Regions from separate parts of the Oncorhynchus kisutch genome. Here region 2 is linked to region 1. Evidence: chromatin contacts called from public Hi-C data. All regions are on one chromosome and are shown on one strand. The core of a region is the stretch at or near the end of the contact, and the rest is flanking DNA. Distances in the headings are between cores, read along the strand shown. Region 1 holds the start of hspb9 (heat shock protein, alpha-crystallin-related, 9). Region 2 holds the start of LOC109884065.

Evidence for each region. Hi-C and Micro-C count contacts between places; a contact is called where the count stands out from the background.
Region 2: a contact with region 1 is called in a Hi-C map of liver, with 5 times the contacts expected there. The contact joins the promoter of LOC109884065 here to the promoter of hspb9 in region 1. A contact is called at or near these places in 2 of 2 Hi-C or Micro-C datasets (liver and muscle).

What each region holds. Positions count from the first base shown.
Region 1 is chrLG6:65,961,375-65,966,654 of Okis_V2, forward strand. It overlaps hspb9 (heat shock protein, alpha-crystallin-related, 9), which reads right to left and starts at 1,964. Exons shown (of 1, transcript XM_020484658.2): 1 at 982-1,964. The coding sequence starts at 1,835. The coding sequence ends at 1,113.
Region 2 is chrLG6:66,179,797-66,185,076 of Okis_V2, forward strand. It overlaps LOC109884065, which reads left to right and starts at 2,948. Exons shown (of 7, transcript XM_031827211.1): 1 at 2,948-3,186. The coding sequence starts at 3,156.

The DNA of each region.
Region 1 (5,280 bases), core at 714-3,213:
AAGATCATATCGCTGACAAGAATAACAAACCCTGTATGCTTCTTCAAAAGAATCTACAAAGAACCTTTGCGATTGAGGAAGGTTCTTTATAGAACCTTTCTCCATAAAGGTTCTATAAAGAACCATAAAAAGGGTTCTATATAGCCCCAAAAAGGGTTGTAGCCATAGCGGAACACTTTATTGGTGCTATATAGAACCTTGTATTAATGGTTATTTTTAGAACCTTAGGAAAGGGTACATTATAGCACCATACAGGTACCATTTAGAGCCTTATGCATGTGGTTCTTTATACAGTAGCACTTTCAAAGAAAGGTTCGGGAACAGGAACAAAAAGGAATCCGCTATGGTTACAAGCCAAATAACCCTTATTTGGCACTATATAGAACCATTTGTTTTTAGTAGGTAGAGTATGAAGTGCAACATCATCACTTCCTTTGTTTGGAGTGCTTCAATTATAATTACAATGCTCGTTTTGTATTTTAAAGCATTTGGTCAAAGCTTCAGGTTGGAAATACACTACTGTTCAAAATGGCCGATTTTTAATGATCAATCAGCCTTTTAAAATAATGAACTTGGATGAACTAATACAACGTGCCATTGGAACACAGGAGTGATGGTTGCTGATAATGGGCCTCTTGTATGCCTATGTAGATATTCCATTCAAAATCTGCCGTTTCCAACTACAATATTCATTTACAACATTAACAATGTCTACACTGTATTTCTGATCAATTTGATGTTATTTTAATGGACCAAAAAATGTGGTTTTCTTTCAAAAACAAGTGGCACCAAACTTTTGAACGGTATTGTATGTTTTGAGTTGCAGAGTGCAAAGGTTACATGTGTTTACGGACTGTAAAAGTATTTAGTTCACATGACTGTTTGAAATGTATAGTATGCCAGTATTGACAGGATCCACCACTTATTTCTAGTTATCTATTTTAAAACTGTCACCCACACACACACCACAATTCTAGCAACCATCATTCCAATATCAGATTGTCTTTATTAAATAATATGGCATATTAGGCATAATAGGCATATTATAAACAATTCCCCACAATGTAATCCACTGGATTGATAATACAATTAAATGATTCATAAAATATCATTCAAGGTTTTGAGGTTGTCACTGTTATGGACTCTTCTGTGTTGCCCTTGGCTATGGGTACGTCCAGGGAGGTTCTAAAGCGGAGTGGGACCTCCTGCTCTGCTGTAGGGGCTTCCAGCTGGGGGGCGGCAGTGGGGGCTTCGATTCTCAGCTGTCCATCTTCTCCCAGAGAGCAGGTCAAGGCTGTCAGGTCTAGGTGAGCAGGCAGGTCAATTTTCTGAACAAAGCCTTTCTGTTGGGACGAGGAGGAGGAAAAGGAGCAGGAAGAGATGGCAGAGGAGGTGGATTTAGCCTCTTCTGCTTTGGCCTGTTTCATGGCCACCACGGCTAGCCTCCGTCCGTCCAGCTTGACCGTGATGTCTTCTGGGTTGAAGCCCTGGGCGTTTAGGCTCAGGGCCAGGGGGCTATGGCTCCGGCCTGTCTCAGCCACCTCCGTGCTGAGACCCTGGCTCAGAGCTCCTGCTGGAACTCCTGTGCTCCTCCTCTCCAGGAATGGGGAGCCCATTCGGAGGTGGGCCCTCTCGTGCAGCTGGTACATACTGGGGAGCCCATCGCGGAGCTCTTTGAGGAGATCACTGGCCAGGTTGGACCTCCTCTGGAAGAAGTCCTCTTGGATGCCGGATAGGGCCTGGTGGCGCATGGGGGGGAAGACCATCCTCTCCTGACTGAAGAAAGGGTCGTTTCCAAAGATGCTCTCGATTGCTGGGGCGGCGGACTGAGTCATGTTGTTATTTTTTCTGTTTTCCTTTCCGGTCGGCTTAGAAGAAGAAGAGTGTGAGTTCCTTGGATCTCTTGCTGTGAGGATCTCTTGGTCGGCAAGCTACTCCCAGTGAGTGTTTCTGAACTTGTGGCAGCACCTCTCAGGCTTATATACTCCCTCTCTTCCTATGGCCCTCCCCCTTGTTGCCCTATTTACAACCCATGAGCTCAGTAAAGAAGGACGGGGGAAGGGGGCAGTAAGTGGTATGGGGCAAGAATTCCCTGCGACGAGTCGATGGGCTAAACTGAGCTTATGGCCATGTCCTGTTTACGTGTTTTTACGTGCAGGCGCTTCTGTTTCCCCCTCTGTGTTTGTCATTGGTCCATTATCTCACAGCTGTCGGGTTGGTCGTGCCACAGCTGAGGGTCGCCTTACCACCCTCCACCCTCTATCCTGAGTCACGGCTGTTGGATGAGATCAACGGGCTGATATTGTCCCTGGTGTGTCATACACGTGTTTGGAGCCCCACCCCTGTCTATTTGGGGGTGCTGGATAGGTTGGGGTGACATACTGGAAGTGAAGGCTACAGATGGCCGGACACCCCCGGGGTTAGCTGACGTGAACCCACAACTCTCCTTTAGGAGCCAAGTGTTGTGTCCATGTACTAGGGGGCTATCCTCATAGTTCAGGATGGGTTCAATGAGCTAACGAGCACCATGTACCAGGTATGTCTGTAAGCAGAGAAGAGACATGCGTGATGCATCGCTGACTAACAGAAGTCTGAGGAAGTTAGTCCGTTTGAATATCGTTGGTACATTAGCACAGACTGAGTGAGGTCTATTTTAGACAACTTCCTGGTAGTGTAAATGCTGACACCATGAGTATAGCAACATGACAGGGGCGTATAAAAGTAAATTGATGAGCGCCGCTTTTTAAATTTACATTTACAGCATGTACTTTTCAGCCTTCAGACGCTTTGGGACCTGCCATTCTAAGAATATCACCCTCAGCAAATGTTATTACCATTCACAGTCAGAAACAGGCTACACTCTAAAACCTAGAATTATTTATTTGTACACTCTAATGTTGCTACCATTCATAGTCACAAAAAAACCCACAGTAATTCGCTCCAATTGGAGCTATTTAAGGATCACATATAGTGATTCTATACGAAGTCGAACAGCTTCATACAAATTCACCTCAACCCTCAGCGCAACTTCACACCCTTAGAAATTGTGTGTGGCGGATTTGTGTGTATGTCCGTGTGTGCCCTCATGGCCACCCGTGTGTGTGTCTGTGCTTCCATCCGCATGTGTGTGTGTATTGATCACCCACAGACAGAAGCCATAAAGAACTGAGTCTGCTCCATTCTTTAGCGGCATGTGGCAGGTGTCTCCCAGTGCGTGCTGGGAGCTGGGCCATATGTCAGCGTGTCACCCACAATCCTCCCTGCGATGGAGTCAGGAGATTGATGGGGCCTAGAGACACTCAGTCATAGTTATAGCGAGGAGAGGAGAGGAGAGAGTATTTATAGCTGAGGAACTCAGGAAGAGTCATATTACAACCCCTTACACTTCTAGCATTTATACTGTAAGTTGAAGACCCACAACTGCTGCCCGGGATATTGATTGGATGCTGATTGGATGCTGGTCGATCAATGATGGTAGTTAAAATAGGTCAAATTGCATCATTCCCCAATTCAGCAATATCACTTAAGTGATTTCTTCAAGGAGACTGCCTTGGTTTTACTGTAGTTATTGAATATAGAAGTGTTGCTTAACACAGTGTTATTAACTGCTGGTTCTGAAGGGCCACAGTGTGTGCAGGCTTTTGTCTCAGCCCAGCACTTCCTGATAAAAGGCTAAACAAGGTCTTGGTGATAAGTTGATAAGGTGCCGTTGCGCTAGACCATAAAAAGACACTTGCCGCATTTTGGTAGGCAGTAAATACCCGCATACCAATGCCCCACTTTATCTGTGCTATCTTTATCCACTAGGTGATGACAAAGCCTCAGAGTTGGGGCTTGAAATATACACTGAGTGTACAAAGCATTAGGACATAGAATGACCAGGTGAATCCAGGCGAGAGCTATGATCCCTTAAAGTTTTGAGACAATTGAAAAATGGATTGTGTATGTGTGCCATTCAGAGGGTGAATGGACAAGACAGAATATTTAAGTGCCTTTGAATGGGGTATGGAAGTAGATGCCAGGTGCACAAGTTTGAGTGTGTCAATAACTGCAAAGTTGCTGTTTTTTTTTCAACAGTTTCCCACTTGTATCAAGAATGATCCACCACCCAAAGGACATACAGCCAACTTGACTCAACTGTGGGAAGCATTGGAGTCAGCATGGGCCAGCATCCCTGTGGAACGCCTTCGACACCCTGTAGAGTCGATGCCCTGACTTATTGAGGCTGTTCTGACGGCAAAAAGAGGGGGAAGGTGTTCCAAATGTTTTGTACACTCAGAGTATGTGGAACCACATGACCAAATAGAGATGAAAGCGCATCTTTTGATTTGAGAGCATCTGTGTGGTGACTTCAATAAGAACACCAGAGGTCAGCCCTGAGCCATTTTACTAAATGAAAGCAACTTCCTTGCAGCTGCAGGACACTTATTGGCTGGTGGGTGGCACTGTTGGTTAAGTTTGTAGACTCCGATACACCAGATATGTAGCCACAGGTTCACTGGCATGGAGAGCAATGTCATGAGGCGTATACTGTATGTATTTAGCGTTCCTACTACATGACTGTTAGGACTAATGAAAACAATCCAAGACACAGAGGGGAACAGGGCAATGGAATGTGTTGCATGCCACACTCGCACGCACACAAACACACGCACACGCACGCAAGTAACCACCCCACAAACACACTCAAACAAGCCCCCCCCCCCCTTTCAACACACACACACACCCTCCTCCCAACCACTTTCCCCTTTGAAACACAAAAACTGTGCTTTTAGCAGCAGTGAGTCCCCAGCAGGGAGGGGCTTTCTGGCCCTCTCGCATCACAGAGGGGGAAAAGGACATCTATTAACCTGACAGCTCTCTCTCCCAGAAAGCCATGAGAGAGAGAGAGAGAACCCCCCCCCCAAAAAAAAATAACTGGCCCTTAATGCAGTTTATCTCTTGCCTGGTCTTAAGTAAGTCTTAACATAAGCAGAAGTCCAAATGATGTATGGATGTTTTATTGGACTCCTATAGGCTTGCAGTGTTGGATTAGATTGATACGCTGTTTGGAGAGTGTATACGCATGGCGTACAGACAAGATAACTTAACAGGAAAAAGAGGAGGAGAACAAACACAGAAAAGAGAAACACGAGGAGAAATGATACAGCGAAATAAGAAAATCTATCATGCACAGAGGACACAGAGGAATCGGAGGACACAGAGGACACAGAGGAATCGGAGGACACAGAGGACACATAGGAGTGTGTGAGACACAGACAGGCAGCCTGTGTCACAGAT
Region 2 (5,280 bases), core at 1,698-4,197, 220 kb after region 1:
TCCCTCTCTCTCATTCCATTTCTGGATAATGTATGTATTACCCCCAACAGCACTGCCTCTGTACTGTAGCACATTATCTATGTGCTCCCACTACCCCCCACCATCAGTCACAAACTGTACGACGTTACCAGTATGCTCACATTGTAGCACATTGTCTGTAGGATGTATCTATCTATGTCCGTGTAAACTCTGTGACACGATACCAGTACGCTCACAACACCACTGCCTCTGTATGTTCCCCATCTCTCTACCCCCCCCCCCCACAACACCACTGTCTCTGTATGTTCCCCATCTCTCTACCCTCCCCCCCCACAACACCACTGCCTCTGTATGTATACATGTTCCCCATCTCTCTACCCCCCCACAACACCACTGCCTCTGTATGTATACATGTTCCCCATCTGTCTACCCCCCCTCCCCCCCCACAACACCACTGCCTCTATGTATACATGTTCCCCATCTCTCTACCCCCCCCCACAACACCACTGTCTCTGTATGTATACATGTTCCCATCTCTCTACCCCCCCCCCCCCCCCCCCCCACAACACCACTGCCTCTGTATGTATACATGTTCCCCATCTCTCTACCCCCCCCTCCCCCCCACAACACCACTGTCTCTATGTATATATATTCCCCATCTCTCTACTCCCCCCCCCCCCCCCCCCCCCCCCCCACAACACAACACCACTGCCTCTGTATGTATACATGTTCCCCATCTGTCTACCCCTCCCCCCACAACACCACTGCCTCTGTATGTATACATGTTCCCCATCTCTCTACCCCCCCCCCCACAACACCACTGTCTCTGTATGTATACATGTTCCCCATCTCTCTACCCCCCCCACAACACCACTGCCTCTGTATGTATACATGTTCCCCATCTGTCTACCCCCCCCTCCCCCCCACAACACCACTGCCTCTGTATGTATACATGTTCCCCATCTCTCTACCCCCCACACAACACCACTGCCTCTGTATGTATACATGTTCCCATCTCTCTACCCCCCCCACAACACCACTGCCTCTGTATGTATACATATTCCCCATCTCTCTACCCCCCCCCACAACACCACTGCCTCTGTATGTATACATGTTCCCCATCTCTCTACCCCCCCCCCCCCCCACAACACCACTGCCTCTGTATGTATACATGTCCCCCATCTCTCTACCCCCCCCCCCCCCCCCACAACACAACACCACTGCCTCTGTATGTATACATGTTCCCCATCTCTCTACCCCCCCCCCCCCCCCACAACACAACACCACTGCCTCTGTAAGTTTGTTTCACAGTATCAGCACCTCTATCTCTTTATCTATCACAGCAACGCAACTGCCTCTGTTTACACACTATTAGTATTTATCTGTCTGTCATTCTTGACGCTACTGACACATCCGAGTACCTAGCTATTCCCTAGCCTGGCCCTAGATCAGTTTGTGCCGTCTTGCCAATGCATGACAATGAAATAGGAGTTGCACAAACTGATCTGGGATCAGGATAGCTATTTCCCCACCTTTTAACCACTGTTTACACAAAATAGTGTAACTTACCTACCCATCTCTTTTCCCCACAACACCACTGCCTCTGCTGTTCAGTACGTGTGGATCTGTCCTTCACAACGATCGAACGCTGCTATTGGCCAGCCTCTCTGCAGCCAGTATGACAACGCACAACTGTTTTTTTTCCCCTGCACTCTCACTTGTAATGCAATCAGATGTCAACCAGCATTTGGGGATAAAATAAATAACTGTTTTGATTATGCCAGATCATTGGACGAAGAGAATGACATTAAATAAAGAACCATGCCTGTGTGTGTTTTTAAATGTTTCTTAACTGGTGGTGGGTCCACTATTATGCTGAAAGTAAGATTGTGGTGACTTGAAGATCAGCAATTTGGTGAACCAGGGACTATAGCAGGTCACGCTACAATAACACATACAAGATTCAGAGTCCCTTTAAGGGTTATACTACAGTTTCTTTTGGGGGGAGGCTTATTTTTTAGGTTCCTTATTGGCCCCTCAATGTAGTTTAGACAATACATTGAGTGCACAAAACATTAGGAATACCTGCTATTTCCATGACAGACTGTCCAGGTGAATCCAGGTAAATGTTATGATCGCTTATTGCTGTCACTTGTTAAATCCACTTCAATCAGTGTAGATGTAGGGGAGGAGACAGGTTAAAGAAGGATTTTTAAGCCTTGAGACAATTGAGACATGGGTTGTGTATGTGTGCCAGTCAGAGGGTGAATGGGCAAGACAAAATATTTAAGTGCCTTTAAATGGGGTATGGTAGTAGGTGTCAGGTGCACCTGTTTGTGTCAAGAACTGCAACGCTGCTGGGTTTTTCACGCTCAACCGTTACCCCTGTGTATCAAGAATGGTCCACCACCCAAATTACATCTAGCCAACTGTTGGGAGCATTCATGGGGGGGTGCAACTCAATATTAGGAAGGTGTTTTTCATGTTTTGTACACTGTCTTTCTGTGTATAATATATATATAGAGCGAGAGAGAGAAGTTTGGACACACCTACTCAATTCAGGGTTTTTCTTTTTTTGTACTATTTTCTACATGAAGACATCAAAACTATCAAATAAACATGGATTCATGTAGTAACCAATTTTTTTTTAAATAAATCAACATATACTTTAAATGTGAGATTCTTCAAAGTAGCCACCCTTTGCCTTGATGACAGCTTTGCACACTCTTGGCATAGTAAAACTAAAGAAAAACTCTTGAATGAGTAGGTGTGTCCAAACTTTTGACTGGCACTGTATATGTGTATGTATAGTTCAATCGTCGTGTTTTTTGGGTCTCATATTCTTGGTTTTAAAAATAAATGAAATGGGGTTTGTGGTGTTGAGCTCAGTGTTGTGTGCTAGCACAGTTCAGTGGAATCAGCAACCAGACCAGAGACAAGTTGGCTAGGATTTCCTGTTTTGTGACACTTTACCACTCTTCTCTGTCATGGTAATACTGGAAAGTGTCTAGAAGCTCATGCATTGACCTTTTGTACATGGAGGTAGAACATGGTAATTTAACTCTACATTTTGGTTGTAACATAAAAAGTTAAATCTGATGTAAATATTGCAATAATTTACTGCCAAGTGTTGGGGAGAATCATACCTGATATTGGAGGACATTACAAGGATCAAGATGGTGACAATTCTACTCTTTATGGTATTAGGTGAGTCTTACAGTAACTAAGTTGTCATAATGGAAGGTCTTTCAAGTGCCTCACATGAATAACATGCATGATAATCTCTCTGTCTAGCCTTGTTTCAATAGGATATTTATATATTAATGTCTGCAATGCAATTTTAACAGGCTAATTTGTGCATTTGGGTCTCCATGAACATTGTCACGAGTGACTTGGTAGACAGTGACAAAATCAAACTGACCTATAACAAAGGACTTCCAGTTCGCACGACTGCTTTCTTGGCTCATGCAACTGTGACTTCAAAGTCAAACGATGTGCTTTGATGTACATATCCCCTGAAAAGTTTAGCAAATTTGCAATTATAAACTTTGATAGAAAATGTAGCAAAATAGGATCTTGAAACTGCGGAGAGGGTAACACCACCTGTGGAACATTCAATCGATTGGACATGATTTGGAAAGGCCTGTCTAAATGTGGACCCACAGTTGACTGCATGTCAGAGCAAAAACCAAGCCTAGACAGGATTGTATCAAGGCACAGATCTGGGGAAGGGTACCAAACCATTGCCGAAGCATTGAAGGTCCACAAGAACACAGTGGCCTCCATCATTCTTAAATAGAAGAAGTTTGGAACCACCAAGACTCTTCCTAGAGCTTGCTGCCCGGCCAAACTGAGCAATCTGAGGAGAAGGGCCTTGGTCATGGAGGTGACCAAGAACCCAATCGTTAACTCTGACAGAGCTCCAGCTCCTCTTTGGAGATGGCAGAATCTTCCAGAAGGACAACCATCTATGCAGCACTCCAACAATCAGGCCTTTATGGTAGAGTGGCCAGATGGACGCTACTATTCAGTAAAAGGCACTTGACAGCCCGCTTGGAGTTTGCCAAAAGGCACCTAAAGGACTCCCAGACGATGAGAAACAAGATTCTCTGGTCTGATGAACCAAGATTGAACTCTTTGGCCTGAATGCCAATCGTCACGTCTGGAGGAAATCTGGCACCATCCCTATGGTGAAGCATGGTGGCAGCATCGTGCTGCGGGGATGTTTTTCAGCGGCAGAGACTGGGAGTCTAGTCAGGATTGAGGGAAAGATGAACAGAGCAAAGTACAGAGAGATCCTTGAAAACCGGCTCCAGAGTGCTCAGGACCCCCCCCCCCCCCCCATATGCCCCCCTTGACACAACTACTACAACATAACCAACAAAAACGGGTCACACCTCCTGCAGCTCTGTCGGACACTGGATATGTACATAGTCAATGGCAGGCTTCGAGGGGACTCCTATGGTAGGTACACCTAATGCTCATCTCTTGGCAGTAGTACTGTAGACTACTTTATCCCTGACCTCAACCCAGTGTCTCTTAGAGCGTTCGCAGCAAAATCACACTCTACTTGAACAGAGCTATGCTCAAATCATGAAGCATCAAAGCCAAAGGAACTGAATAATATTAAGAAATGCTATAAATGGAAGGAAAATAGTGTGGAAATCTACCAACAAAACATTTAGGCAACAACAAATTCAATTCCTTCTAGACGATTTCCGGGACAAGGTTTCACTGTAATAGTGAAGGTGTAAACTTGGCAGTAGGAAACGTAAACAGTATATTTGACCTCTCACCTAAGAAAATTAGCTACAATGACAAATGGTTTGATGAATAATGCAAAAACCTAAGAAAGAAATTGAGAAACATAGAGACCCAGAAAACCTGAGCCTACGCCTTCACTATGGTGAATCACTAAAACGATACAGAAATACACTACGGAAAAAGAAGGAACAGAATGTCAGAAATCTGTTCAATGTAATTGAAGAATCCATAGAATCTAACCACATCTGGGAAAATTGGCAAAACTCTAAACAAACAACAACAAAACAGATGTATGGATAAATTCCTTCTCCAATCGTTTTGGCTCTATAACAAAGAATAAACAGCAAAAACATATACACATCTTAGAATCAATTGTTAAAGACTACCAGAACCCACTGGATTATCCAATTACATTGAATGAATTACAGGACAAAACACAAACCCTCCAACCCAAAAAGGCCTGTGAGGTTGAAGGTAAACCTAAGTGAAATTATAAAATATACAGACCACAAATTAAACTCTTTAACATCATCCTCA